2 separate regions of the Capsicum annuum genome follow, and region 2 is linked to region 1. The links are chromatin contacts, called in public Hi-C maps. All regions are on one chromosome and are shown on one strand. Each heading gives the region's core, a stretch centred on a gene start, on an enhancer-like site or on the middle of the called end of the contact. The rest is flanking DNA. Distances are from core to core; before and after follow the strand shown. Region 1 has its middle 45 kb from the start of LOC107872866. Region 2 has its middle 14 kb from the start of LOC107872865.

Evidence for each region. A called contact is a pair of places that touch in the nucleus more often than the background predicts.
Region 2: a Hi-C map of placenta shows a contact between it and region 1, with 2.6 times the contacts expected there. The contact joins two enhancer-like sites. A contact is called at or near these places in 3 of 5 Hi-C or Micro-C datasets (bud, leaf and placenta).

What each region holds. Positions count from the first base shown.
Region 1 is chr6:187,003,581-187,011,153 of UCD10Xv1.1, forward strand. No RefSeq gene overlaps it. Among protein-coding and RNA genes, the nearest start is that of LOC107872866, 45 kb to the right of the region's middle. Within about 2 kb of position 3,166, at least 5 of the 5 cell types and tissues checked have an H3K27ac peak or open chromatin away from gene starts, as enhancers often do.
Region 2 is chr6:187,099,946-187,107,518 of UCD10Xv1.1, forward strand. No RefSeq gene overlaps it. Among protein-coding and RNA genes, the nearest start is that of LOC107872865, 14 kb to the right of the region's middle. Within about 2 kb of position 6,311, at least 2 of the 5 cell types and tissues checked have an H3K27ac peak or open chromatin away from gene starts, as enhancers often do.

The DNA.
Region 1 (7,573 bases), core at 1,916-4,415:
GAGTGTTTATAATAAGAACACTTACTCCACATGATAAGTAAGGCAAGAAATAAGAGATGCCCGGCTCCTTCATCGTCGTTGCTCACTCAGCCTTGAATTTGGATTTGAATTTGGCAAATGATTGATGAGATTTATCTTTTTGGACAAAGTTTATTTGATGGAAATAAAGAAATCCAGATAGAAATCTAATCCGAAAATACAAAAAATGCAGTAAAATATTTTCTGGTTTCGGTACTCCATTTATACATGCATGCAGAAGTTCGAACTGATGCAATACTTCATCAAACTGGTGCCACTGTTTCAGTGAACTGATGCACTGTTTCAGTAAACTGATGCACTGCTTCAGAACTGATGCATTGTTTCGATGAACTGACACACTTATTCACGAAATGGCATGCCTGTTCAGAACAGTCACATTGTTTGGACGAATGGACATGAATTTTCAGAAAAGGTTATACCTTTTAGCTAAACCTTTGCCTCTTTTCAGAAGAGGCATGTTGTGGCTATATAAACCTGGTTTCTTCCACAGGTTTAGTATGAAAATTTTCAGATTAAAAATGCTCTTCTTGTCTCAAAAATATTCTGTGTGATCACTCAAAACGTTCTGTGAGTTCGAAGATATTCCAACCGTTTGAGGTACCGCTACTGTTGGTCTGTTACCCATTTTATCCTGGGAGGAAAAATTCCACAACCTTGGGTACAGTGATAGGGATTATTTCCTTAAGGAAAATCCGTGAATTCGGACGACTTGGCTATTTTCTATTTCATTTTAATTTCTGCAAAATAAAATACAACTCTTGGAAAGGTCATTTTGATCTTGTGTTAAGGGTATTTGATATACTTCATTGTGTTCTTGTTTATACTTGAACTTTAGTTGAAATTGTTATTTCTACTATACAGATTTTGTATACCTGTAGAAGGAATATAACAATTACAAGCATTACATTATTGTTAAGCGGAGAAAAGAAAGTAGATCCTGCCGAAAGGGGAGTACCCTATCTAAAGAGCACGTCCAAAAGAATTGAAATATTTTGAAATGGTACCAGTCATCATGATGTTCGCGCAATTTTATTATTTTGAAACTCTTGTAAATAGCTGCAGGTTATGCTTGTTTGTGAAACATAGCTTACTATTATTTTGATTTAGAAAAAAAAAAATTTAAGGTTTAATTTAGTTAAAGTCTTAAGAATGGTTTAATGCAAGTTTTACTTTTGGGAAATATGTTTTCCTACCTGCAGCTGACAGACTGTAGGACTTGTGATAAAGCTTATTTAGCATTGTTGTTGTCTGGAACTTTTCTTTGCCAAGCAATCAGCTACTTTATTTGTTTCACTAAAGTTGTGCCAGAAAACTGAATTTTACAATTTCTTCAAGAGGGATCTTCATGAGCTTTTTATTGTCAACTGTTACTTGTGTTCAGGTGTTGAGTTTTGGCCTCTTGTTGTATACAAATATATATATAAATATATAAAATTCAGTTGCTTTCCGTCAGCTGTGAATATATATTTTTCTATACGTAAATGGGATTTAGGACTATTTGAAAATTTGGACAATGGACACCTGTAACATGCTTTGAGACGACAACTACTTAGCTGGAGATTCATGTGTTTGAAAAGAACAGATTTTTGAACGATGTGGATATTAACAGTGTGGAGTTGAACGAGGCTAACTAACTTTGTATTAAGTTAGGGTAATAGCTTTAATTTGTCTTGAAAAAAATTTGTTGATCATAAATTTCTTATAAGACATTCCCTATTAAGGACAAGAATGATTTAATAGAAATATTTGAGAATTACCTATTACTCCATCATTTACATTGGATAGATGTCCAATAAGTTTGAACAGGACCCAGAAAAAGATATGTGCTTCTAATGGGAAGCTTAAAAATGAAAAAAGAAAGAGGGGATAGGAAAACTCAAGTTGGTAATAGTAAAATTAATAATCAAGAGCTAGCTAGGTTCAAATGTTATGCTAATTTTCGATTTGTGAAACCTACATTTAATGTGCTGGACATAAAAAATATTTAGCGTCAAAACTCTAAAAGAGAGGGGAAAGGAGAGTATTTAGCAAGGATACAGTGAGAATAATGCATAAAACAATGCAAGGATTATGAATATGGAAAAAGACACTTCAAATTTGGATTAAACAAAAACTTCTCTTTCTAATATCTAAATCTAGTTCCCATCTTTGTTTCATGTATTCCCAAAGTATCACCTAAATAAGTACTGCTAGAGAGCTGTGTTTTTAAAGGCGGAGGCGTAAGGTGAGACATTTTACTTAGTACAAAGCGAGGCATAGGTCCCGAGGCGATGAGGCGTAAGTTCCACAACTCCTTTAATTTTTAATATTTTTAAATTAATATAAGTAGATATAAAAAATTTTAAAAGAGATAAATCACTTAAAAAGGTAAAATTACATCAAAATTATTTAAAATGGCAAAATCATCTTCCACGTCATTTTTAAATGTTGCATTAAATTTCACGTCATTTTGAAATGCAACAAAAGAAATTAAATATTAAAATAAAGTTAATTTTACAAATTGTAAAAAATTTTTAATTATGTTCTTAATATTTGATCACAAATTGAGCATCAAATTCATTCCAAATCGTTGAAATTCCTCTCCAATTAATTTAAATTTTCAACTATAATTCAAATGTATTAATTTAAATTTTCAACTATAAATTCAAATGCACAAACACAATAAATTTTAAATTTTAAATTTTAAATTTTAAATATCTTTGAAAAATCTACAAAAACTCATTTCTTGCTCTTCAAACTTGAACTTCAAGCTTTTCCAAACTCATTCATGGAATTTATTAATTTCTCAATATCCACTATCACTCACTTTCACTTCAAATTTAAATTTTAATCCTAAAAAAATGTGAAAAGTTTGAATTGAAAAAATAATCTGTAAAAAAATAAAAAAGTAAATTTCGAATGAAGGAGAAGAAAATTTTGAAGAAGGTAGAAAGATTATTTTCTTCTTTCAAATGCGATGTGGGTAAGGACCGGAAGAAAAAGAATAGTGAGGTGGAGTGATGCAGATGGGGTGGGGGATATGCGTGGGGCTGACAAAGAAATAGAAATAAAAAAAAATTAGAGAGGGTGGTTTTGGGGGAAGGGTGACAAAAAAGAATAAAAAAATTGAAGGGGGGAGGGGGAAGGGGAATGGTTGCTGCGTGGTGGTGGTGAGGGGGGAAGGCGGGGCAGGGAAGGGTTAGAAAGAGAGGAAGAAAGTGGGATTATTTCTTTTTTTTTGACTTTACTATTTTTTAATTATTTTAAATATCTTTTTTATTTCACTTGCCCAAAAAACGCGTGCAAGCATGCATTTTCTATCTCAATAATTTAATGCAACATATGCATTAAAAGAATTTTAAATATTGTGTTTTAATGGGTTGAGAGGTTCAGATGGTAAAAGGCTAAGTAGAGATGTTCACTTATAAACTCGGACAAGTACAAGGTCCACTAGACAATTTCGCCTTAAAAAAAGTGAAATATGTATTTAAAACTGCTTCAACAAGAAAACAACAACCAACCCATGCCACATAATACAAATATTTTATAAAATCAACTTTCTTATAATAAACTATTATATGTCCTCAAAAACATAAGTTTGTATAAAAAAAAATTACATAATCAATCAAACCCCACATTTTCGTTTCTTGATCAATATATTTACGCATTCATTTACTACATATTATGTTTTAAAAGAGAACTAATAAAGTAAATAACTTAAAACCTCATCATCATACGACTTGAAAAGAATTAGAAGAAAAGAAAGGAATTAGGAAAAAGAAAGTACACCCAGTACCTTCTTGATGAGTAGCAGCATCATCGACCCCACGGACAAATTCGTATCAAAGTGTAACTTTTTCAAGTTTCTTTCACTTTTGATTGGTGCATTTAAGTATTTACCAATCATATATTTTAGTATTAAATTTAAATTCGATATTTAACAGAAAAAAATTATTTTACTTTGTAAATTTTCTAGGCTTACATCTAATTTGCGCCTCATGCTTAGACAAACACCTTAAATTTCGAGATGTTCGCTTTTCGATACTTTCACCTCCTTACAACGCCTCGAGACATTTTTGACTACGCCTGCACCCCGAGGCGAGCCTCGTGACTATTTCTTAAAACACTGCTACAGAGTCGAATAGCGAATAGCTTAGAACTTAGAAGGAAAGACACTGAGGTTGGGTTGTCTAGATTAGTCTAAAATTATGTCAAGAAACACAGGCCCATTAGTGTGGGGAGAGCATTCGTCAAGCAAGCCCGCATGGACAAACTTGTCAAGGACGTATGGGTCGTTCACAAAAATATTCTTGCGCAATCTTAAACTTTTTACCTCGTTTGCCACACAAAATTTTTAAGTTTAGAAAATTTCGTCCTTGATCTTTGCTACCATCCATTTTCAAGATCATTGGATATACTTTCCTGGTCAAGGACATCTAATTGGTCTATGACGCTAAAAACAATTAATCCCTCTGTTTCATATTAATTAACCCTTATTGACTTGACATATTCATTAAGAAAATATTAATTAGGGGTCTATTTTATCAAATTAAGTCTTATTAATTATGCTTTGAAAATATATATTTGAGTAAATACACTTTGTTTTATCATTTAATGTTAAGGGTATTATTGGAAGAATATACATAAAATCCTCTTGATCATTAAAAGAACAACTAAATTGAAACAAATATTTTTAGAAATAGAGTCAACTAAAATGAAACGGAAGGAGTAGTAATTAGTCGATTCAAGCCGTACGTAAACGTTTTTTAAAAAATTTAAGTCCTGGCAGCATAACTTGGATTAAGAGCATATGAAATTACTCTAAGTGCTTACTTTTTTGTAAAGAAATTGATTGAAGTTAAATTAATATATCGAGGGACACCAAAGAAAGTATCAGTTTATAAGGGAAAATTTTAAAAATAGCAACTATAAAGCTTTAATTATAATTTTTATAGCAACAGTTTCAAAATTACAAAAAATAGCAATATATATTTTGTATTTCAGTAAACTGTTGCTATTTAAATATATATACAATCAGAGATTTCCTTCCTAATTTAATGCTAATCTGTTTGAGTTAAATAAGGGAAAAAATTGTTCCTTAATTTATGACACGTGTTTCTTAATTTATGGCACATTTAATTTTACAGATTCATTTACCTTATAAAACTCTTTTTTTAGCACAACCATTAAATTACAACTACTAATTAAAATTCAAAAAATGTTTTCCATAATTAACAACTCAAATCAAATTCAAAAACATTTTCCTTCATGTTATTTTTTTTTGCTGATCGACTAAAATTTTGAAGAAAATATTAAAAATACAATGGTCCAATTATAGGTATTGATCAACTAACTCTATTCTATTTGTGGTTTTCATAAAATTAAAGTGCGAAATTGCTGAAAAACTTGTAACAAACTGTCGCGGGATTCAAAAATTTGAGATCTTATACGAATTTTATCAGTTCTCGTAAAAAATGATTTAAGCAAAATTTTTTTTCAATTTCAAATTTGTTCTTGTTGTTCTGTTATTTGAAAGTTGAGATGCAATTTTTATACTTTAAATTTGAATTTTAGTTTAGGATAACTAGTGTTCGACTAAAAATTTTTTTTCGTTTGTATTCGTTTTGCAGCTTTGTATATACGAATTAGTTGTTGTATATAGCACATATTTGAGATTTAAACAAACTTGATTCTATTTGTGTGTTTCATAAAATAAAATTGCAAAAATTACTGAAAAATTTGTAACAAAATTGTGCAGTCGCGGAATTCAAAAATCTAAGATCGTATATGAATTTTATCAGTTCTAAAAAAAATGATTTGATCAAAATTCTTTTTTTAAAATTCAAAGTTATCTGTGTGTTTATGTAATGTGAAAATTGAGATACAATTGTTATACGTTAAATTTGAATTTTAGTCGATGATAACTAGTATTCGAATAAAAGATTTCTTTTCGTTGGAATTCATTTTACAGTTTTGTATATACAAATTAGTTGTTGTATATAGTATGTATTTGATATTTAATTTTATTTTTATTGTTTTTTGGTGTTCTGGAGATTGACAATGGAAAGCATACCTGTTCTTGTTAAACACTCTTGTAGATGGACATATAAATTACATTATGAAGATTACATATGTTTCCAGTTGTATGTATTTATAATATACATATGCAGTACGTTTATGTGTTCACTGGCAGTTTCATATGTTTCCAGCTGTATATATTTATAATATACATATGCAATACGTTTATGTGTTCATTGACAGTTTCATATGTTTCCAACTGTATGTATTTACAATATACATATGCAGTATTTTATGTGTAAAAATCATGTATTCTTATTTGTATTTTTTTAATATGTGGGACATATATTTTCATTGGCATATGGTGTACTAGATTCTGAAAATGACGCATCTTGGACTTGGTTCTTTGAGAATCTGAAGGAAGCATATGGTAAAAAAAAACATATGTGCATAGTTTTCGATCGTAATGCAAGTATCATAGAAGTGGTTGCTGATGTGTACAATAATGTACCACATTATGTATGTATGTGGCGTCTATAGGGTAATGTGAAAACAAATTTAGAAAGTCACATGATGCATTGTTCGTGGTAAATCAGGAAGAGCTATGTTCAAAAATAAAAATAAAAATTATTGTAGTTCATGTGAGTTTAAAGGTCACAATATTTGTTCATGTAGGAAATACAATAAATGATAAGTTGGTTGATGTTTTTAGTCAAAATGCAATTGCTGAATTTTTTCATTAAGAATTATGTCATTCTAAAATTTGAACTTGCTAATTTGTTATAATTCAAATGTTGCAATTATTTTACAGTGTTTGATTAATTTAATTATATATATATATATAGATAGAGAGAGAGAGAGAGAGAGAGAGAGACGTATTTCGGAAAAAATATATTTGCATTAGACGTAAATACAAATGCAAATTGGAATGAACATATGTATCAATCATAAATATGTATTTTTCAAAATTACAGATGCATATCAGGAAAAATATACTTTCAGACTTGTAAAAAGTAAGTATGTGTTATTAAGAATACATATGTACACTGGAATGAACATGTGTATTATTCATAAATACATGACTCATAAATTTATATGAACTTCTGCATAAGAATACAATAACTATGTATAGTTCAAAAATATATTTGCAAATCTATAAAAATACATATGCGTATATAATCATAACTGGAAAATACATATGCATTAGAAATAAATACATATGCAAAATTGGATAGAAGAAAAGTTCATAAAGACAATTACTAACATTTACATAAACTAACCATGAAAATATTGGAGTTTAAAAGATTAAATATCAACAAACTTAATATAACAGTAAAGAAACATTAACATATCATCTTTGAACATTAAAGTAACATATGAAACTTAAGAAATATTCAAAAAATTATTTATCCACCTAATGTTAACTGTTGTAAACTTCAACAAAATAAAATACACATCAAATATCATGCACTTCAGTGTCTTTTGTTATCGCAATTTCTCGAGGATGCCTCATTGGTGCTTCATCACCACTTTGGGC
Region 2 (7,573 bases), core at 5,061-7,560, 100 kb after region 1:
GTTTTTGTTTAGTGAGTAGAATGGTATCTTTATGTCCGGTAACTTCAATTCCAAGGAGAAAGTGAAGAGGTCCAAGGTCCTTCAAGGAAAAAATAGCATGAAGTGTTCCAGTAAATTGATTAGATGATTGCTTCATGTGACAATAAGATCATAAATATACTCTAGGATATAGATGACATCATTAGGTGATTGTCAAACAAATAGAGAGAAATAAAAAGACAAGACTTAAAATCATGAGAGATGAGAATAGTTTTGAGCTTGGTAAACTATGATCGAGGAGCCTATTTAAGGCCATAAAGAGCCTTTTTTAGGAGACAGACATAGTTTGGATAATGAGGATTGACAAACCCTTGTGGTTGTTCCATAAAGACCTGCTCATGAAGCTCACTATTTAAGAAAGAATGATTAATATCTAGTTAACGCAAAGACCATCCTTTGGTGAGGGCAATGGAGAGAACTAACCGAATAGTAGTTGGTTTGATCACAGGACTAAAGGTATCAAAATAGTCAAATCCTTCCTCTTGAAGAAACCCCTTGGCGACTAAACGAGATGTGTAGCGCTCAATAGAGCCATCAACATGATGCTTTATCCCGTAAACCCACTTACAACCAAAAACATTAGAGTTAAGAGGAGGTGGAATAAGTTGCCATGTATTATTTCGCATAAGAGCACAAAATTCAGTTTGCATAGCTTATTGCCATTGAGGAAGTTTGGAAGCCTGGTTAAAATTTTTGGGTTCCTCAATAGGTAAGGGATCAAATGGAAGGAGATGTTTGAATGTGTTTAAAGCTTTTGGAGCTAAAGAATTATTTTTAGAAAGAGTTACCATTTTATGGTGAGAGTTATTTGATGGTAAAAAATATTAAGGAGTATTTGAAGGGTAAGTGGAATGAGAAGGGGGGAGTAGGATTGAGAAGGTGAAGCAGAATTGCTGGAAGGTATGGGAGAAGGAAATTCATTAGGTCATGAAAGTTGAGAAGAGGTAGTTACCTTTGTGCTTGTCGAAGGATGAACAACATCCCAAGTTATCGTTGACAATTAAGTTAGAGCCTGTAGAGGTAAAAAAGGATGCAACTTGATGAAGTAGTGTGGAAGAGATTGTCAAGAAAGTGTAGTGTGATCTAGAAGCAGATGTTTTTAGGTGGTCTTAATAAGGAAAACATTCCTCATAAAAGGCAAAATGACGAGCCACATAGACCCGATTAGTTGGCACATGAAGACACAAATAGCCCTTGTGTTTTGAGCTATAACCAATAATGATGCATGGTTGAGAGCGGAATTCAAACTTGTGGCTATGGTAAGGATGAAGAAAGGGGAAACAAAGACAGCCAAAAGATTTTAAAAAACCATAGTCAGGTGGACAAAGATATAGACATTGATAAGGAGATGAGTAGTTTAGGATGGCGGTGATGGTGCGGCTAGAGAGGTAGACTGCTGTGTGGAAGGCTGGTTCCCAAAAAGACAAAGGGAGGGAAGCATGGGCAAGAAAATATAATCCTTTTTCAACAATTATACGATTGCGTCGCTCTAGAGAACCATTTTGTTCCGGTGTGTGGGGGCATAAAACTCTATGTCAGATGCCTAGAGATTGAAGGTGAAAAGAAACATTATAAAATTGACCTCCCTAATCAGTTTGTATACATTTTATTTTGGCACTGAATTAGGTTTCAACCATGGAATGGAATAGTTTAAAAATAGAAAGCACATCCGATTTTTGATGGATAAATAAATCCAAATAATTTTGGTACAATCATCCAAGAATAAAATAAAGTAGCGAGTTCCATTAATAGAATTTATTAGAGTAGGATCCCAAACATCTGAATACACAAGATCAAAAGGACGCAAACTAGACTCGTGATGATGAACTAATGAAATGCAATGTCTCTTGCCCATATGACAGGGTGCACAAACAACAGGAAAACTAAATTTTATACAGGAAGATTATAACTAGAGAAAAGATGGCGTAATGCAGCTTCATTAGGATGCGCCAATCTATGGTGCCATCCAGCAAGGGTAGTGCGTTCACCAAGAAAGGCCATGGGTGATGGTTTAGTGTAATTTGATGTAGGCGATGGAATGACGCGATACAAGTCATCATCAACGACTCCCCGAAGTATTGTTTGACCCTGCGGATTCTTCACAAAGTACTCATTAGCGTGAAATTGAACAAGGATGTTATCATCACGAGTGAGTTTGAAAATACTTAAGAGGCTTTTTGTTAATTTAGAAACAACAAGAGCATTGGATAGGGTGATAGGTTTAGGTTTAGCAGACAAAATCTTATTGCTAATATACGAAATATTTAGTGACATACCATTACCGAAAACAAGTCGATCACCTCCATTGTACTCTGAGTTCATAGATAGTTGTGTCAAATCTGGATTAACATGATGAGAAACACCAGAGTCAAAATACCATGATGGATCAACAACCGTAGATGGTTCAGCCGAGTCGTTTTGGGACGTTACAGTAACGGGTAGTGGATTGTAGGATAGAACAAATTAAAAGAATGGAGACGAAAGATTTGAAGAGCATTCATGACATTACTCCTCCAAATCTGAAAGTTAATTTGATCAAGTTTCAAAGAGAGATTCGGTAAGTAATAAGTAACCTTATTGGAAGATGATTCTTGTGTGAGAGTAAGACTATTGTTTGTGTTTGTGGAATCAACCATGTTGGATCGATGACAATTGATACCATGTAGAGAAATAAACGTATTAAAGATGAGAGAATAATGGCGTTCGCAGACTCTCAGTTAAAATCTTCCACCGGGAGGAAGATGTTATTATATAGTCACTATTTACATGGATCCTGTTAAAGGATTAATACAAATCCTATATTCTCTCTAATCTACCTATTAAGATATACACAACAAATAATAATATTAATAATATAAAATGCATCACTTATTCAATATTACAGAAAAATTAGGAAAATTAGGAAAAAGATAAAATGATCTGTTGGTTCCTATCTACATGGCTGTTGTGAGAGATTTTCAGTTACTATTCTGAGAAAAAATACCATCTTTTCATTTTTCATTCACACTTCTTAATAACCCAACAGTAACACCCCTATTCAAAACATATTTATCTTTTAAAAGTTATATAGAGTTTCAGTCATTTTGACAAACTTCAGATCGAATCTGTTGTTGTTGCTTCAATCTTTTCTCTCTTCAAAGCTTTGGGACTAAAGTAGAGCTCTATCAAAGCTTAAGATGCTATGAAATTTGAAGGCAAAGTTCAAATTCAAACTTAATAATTAAAAGTTGGTCTCTGTCAGAGTCTGACTTTAAACATAATACCAACAGGACACATATTCGAACTTAATTTTGAGTTGAGTTATTATTTTTTTACTATTTGTACACAAAAAGTGATACATACAAATATTAGGAGGAAAATGAAAACGAGAAAAATTAATACTATACCGACACGAAAATAACGTCGCTATCTTTGGATTGACATGATTTGGCATTGATTAATAAAGAAATGGGTCAACATGTTCATTCAGTAACCTAACTCAACTTTGAGCCACAAAATGCCAGTGAAGTAGTAAAACATAAACCTAATTCCAAGAAATCACATTTGACTTTAGTAAGTATTCATGATTCATGCTAAAATATATGATGCTTTGTTAAAGAATATACTCCCTCCGTATCAAATTAATCGTCTCAAATTTTTTAATTTGATTTTTCATTTTACTTGTCTTTTTCATTAATCAACAAGAGCCAATTTTTTTTTTATATTTTACACTTTACATTAATTATTTTTTCTTCAAATTAAAATGTAAATATCATTTAATAGGAGTATTATGGTAAGATAGGCATATTATTGATTATTTTTCTTAATTAATTTATCATCTCAATTTGGAACGGGTAATTTGAGACGGAGGGAGTATTGTATTTAGTTATTTTCGTCGTCTCAATTTATATGGCACAGTTTACTCTGTCACAAAGTTTTAAAAAATAAATTTAAATTTATGTTCTAAAATGAATTTTAGATATTTGTATAACTGTAAATCATTTCACTAGAAATAAAATGAAATTTTAAAATTAATTATTCTAATTATAAAAGGATGGAGTAATTTTTTGAACGGATTAAAAGGGAAAGATTGTCACGTGAATTGTGACGACGGGTGTATACTGTGGTAGATGGTAACTAGTGTGTGTACTGTGTTCCAAGTAGTCTTAAATGCTCTACTTAGCTAGTAATGAATAGTCATCTAAAATGACCCAATTATATTTGATATTGAATGTTCATCTTGTACAAAATATTACAATCATTACTACAAAAGGTAGCATAGTTTGATGAACTATCTTTTCAATTTCTTTGGCATTACCTTGTTTTAATAACGTGATATGTTCAACTTTTATGGGGAAAAAGTTCAACTCGTCCAGTTCTTATTGTGGTGCAAAATCAAAATGTTTCCCATAAATATACACAATAAGATTGAGGAGACAGCATCAAAACGCCATTGAGCATATTCTAATTACAATCTTACTATATAGGGGTTGTTTGGTTGGGAAATGGTTATCCCGGGATGAGTAATACCGGAATTAGTTATCCCGGGATTATCCGGGATAACTTATCCCACCATGTATATGGGATAAGTTATCCCATTACTATGGTGTAAATGGTGGGATAAGTTTCCCACCATTCATTAATCCCTCCAACCAAACACTCGTTCAATTGATCTTTATATTTTATCCTGGAATAACTTATCCCTTGGATTACTTAAACCTCAAACCAAACGACCCTAAGGTATTGTTCGTTGTAGCGTAACCTACCATTTATGCCACCTCAAGTTTTTTGACCTTCGCGATATTGTCCCTTGGATTTTAACTTAATGACGTATCAATTGTTAAATTATGAATTCACCCTTTTATGATTTCTTGCTTTATTTCTGTTTTAGCAGTATCGATCATTTAATTCTCGAATTTACCATCAATATAATCACTGATTAATTAGGGCAGGGGGGAGTATAACTTCCCTAAGAGATTGACAAGCACAATACCAAAACAAAACCAAAAAAAGTTTGGAATTTAATCTTTTTAATAGCAGTATTAATTTCATTTCTTAAAATAAGTGCGCTAAATTATTCAAATACTCAATAATCAAGCTAGCAGTTATAGATTCCACAAGCTTGGATTGGAAAAAGAGATGTTTAGAATAATTGACACCTAAATTAAACAGGATGGTATGATTATAATATTTATCTAACAAAAGAAAATCATTGCAACATATATAATCATAGTTTAGAAAGGCATCTTAAGAGATATCTTCTTCTATTGCATATTTGACTAAATCTTAATTTATTAGTGCATAATTTGCTTTAAATTACTTGTTAGTCTTGAAAAGAAATATGCTATTTATAAGTATGTCTCTACATAGGTGAATGTAGAATTTTCACTTCAACCTATATAATTTTATCACTCTACCCATTAAACTTTTATAATTATGGCTTCGAAATGTCATGTTTATGGAAAAATCCATGATGTCTACATGTATATCTATGCTAAAAATATTGAATTCAGTTGAACTCATTACAATGAGTCGCACATCATGTATCTTTATTTTGATTTAAAATACAATTATCTATGTATTTACATATTTCTATAAGTTAATCTCAGTGCACATCACTGAATATTACTTCCAAAAATCTTGGTTCAAAATTCAAATAAAAAAAAGAATGATTTATTCTCTCACATAATTCGTCGGTCAAACTAATGATTCTCTTTTTAAATTAAACAAATATGTCGTGTGCCAAAATGGAGGTGGATAGGATGCATATTACTTATAAAGCAAACATACAATTAATTTTAGCAAAGAAAAGAAAACCTGAAGTATAAATAAGAAAAATAAATAAAATACTTCTTATAGTGCTCAAGAAAGAACACTTGATTCAAATTGGGAAAGATATTGTCCATTCGTTAGAATTTTATTCTTTTAATGACTTTAATTTGCCAACTGGGAAAAATTCTCAAACCAGATAATTATAGAAAATGACCCTACAATTGGTACAATTATAAGAAACAAAAATCATTTTCGATATATTCCCAAATCTATAAGACATTTCCCATGAGAGAATGATGCAAACAACTCCTTCCTTTACAAGCAAAAAAGAAGAAAAGAAATATTCTCAAGACTTGACCATACTTGAAAAAAATAAAATAAAATAATAAGAGAATTAATTAAAGGTATGATTTGCTTTCAAATCAAACACAAAAAAGAATGAATTAAAGTAATAATTGACACCTTTTTTCCCCAACGTAGGTCCTTTAGCAGGTATAGGATCCTGTTAAATTATAAGACTAGTAGAAAATGCCAAAAAGTTGAAAACATATTGAATCTTTTATGAAGAATTTTAAACAAGTGAACCTCTTAGAAATGCCTTACATTTTTAATGACAAAGACACAGAAAATTATGTTCAGATATTTTGACAAGAACCCATTAACACATTGCTTTTTATTATTCTCTATTCTTTTTATGACCCAAATAGTTTAACTCCATTTTTTTTTTTCAAAAAAAAAAAAAAGTATGTGAAGGTACTGAATTATATTAACTGATAAATACACTAATCAGAATAACAATGTACAGCTAGTGGTACTTATACCTTACCAATTTGAAAAAATCTTCAACAGAGTGAAAAAAGAAAAATAGCGTTCTCATAATTGTAAAAATTATAGTTCGAATGTCCTTTATTTTACAAAGAATTATTGAATAACAATTCGAAGGACATATTTATTGTGATTTAAATTGTGGTCTATTGACTCTCTAATTCCCTCCTCTCTTTTTTTGCTTTTTGTAATTCCATTTCCTTCAAGAAAAAGAAAGAAATGAAATTACTTTTTGAGGTGGGTTCAGAAAGGGAAAATTTACAGAAATCGAGCCCAACATAAAATATTAGTCTCGTAGTGCTATTTTCAGTTATGTAATATTATACAACAAACATTATAGCCGCAGAGAAAGTATTAGAGTTAATGTTATCAACCTTACGTAAGAGTGTATAATATAGCGTATATAATGTGTTTATACACAAATATGAGCTATACCGAATAAACCACTCAAAATATGAGTTAAAGCATGTAAATATTTCTTCTGGTGAACGTAGAGCATAATTTTTCCTATATGGGGCAGTCCAATCAATCAAACCATGGAAACTCACGGACTAGAACACTGATAGTGCTTAGCAAGTTGATGTTGATCATTGAATAAATTCCCAAATTGGGACAAGCAGTAACATTCATTTGAATATTACAAATTAGGAAATGGTGATGTTACCCTCATCAACGAGGAACTATGCCAAACATTCTCCAGGTTACAAGATCCAGCTATAAATCGAGCTTTTGCTGAGTTGTTTTGTAGCACTGTCAACGTGAGATGATCGTTGCACGAGGCATGTTGATGGCCTTAATACATGGGCGCACATTTTGTAGGTTCGAGTGAACTCATAGCTTTCGACTTGGAACTAGATATACATATGTGGAAAATACAACAATGTATACACATAAATAAGATCACACTTGCTCTAACCGCACATGCTCTCAAAATTTGATTCCCCTTGGATGTTGCTGT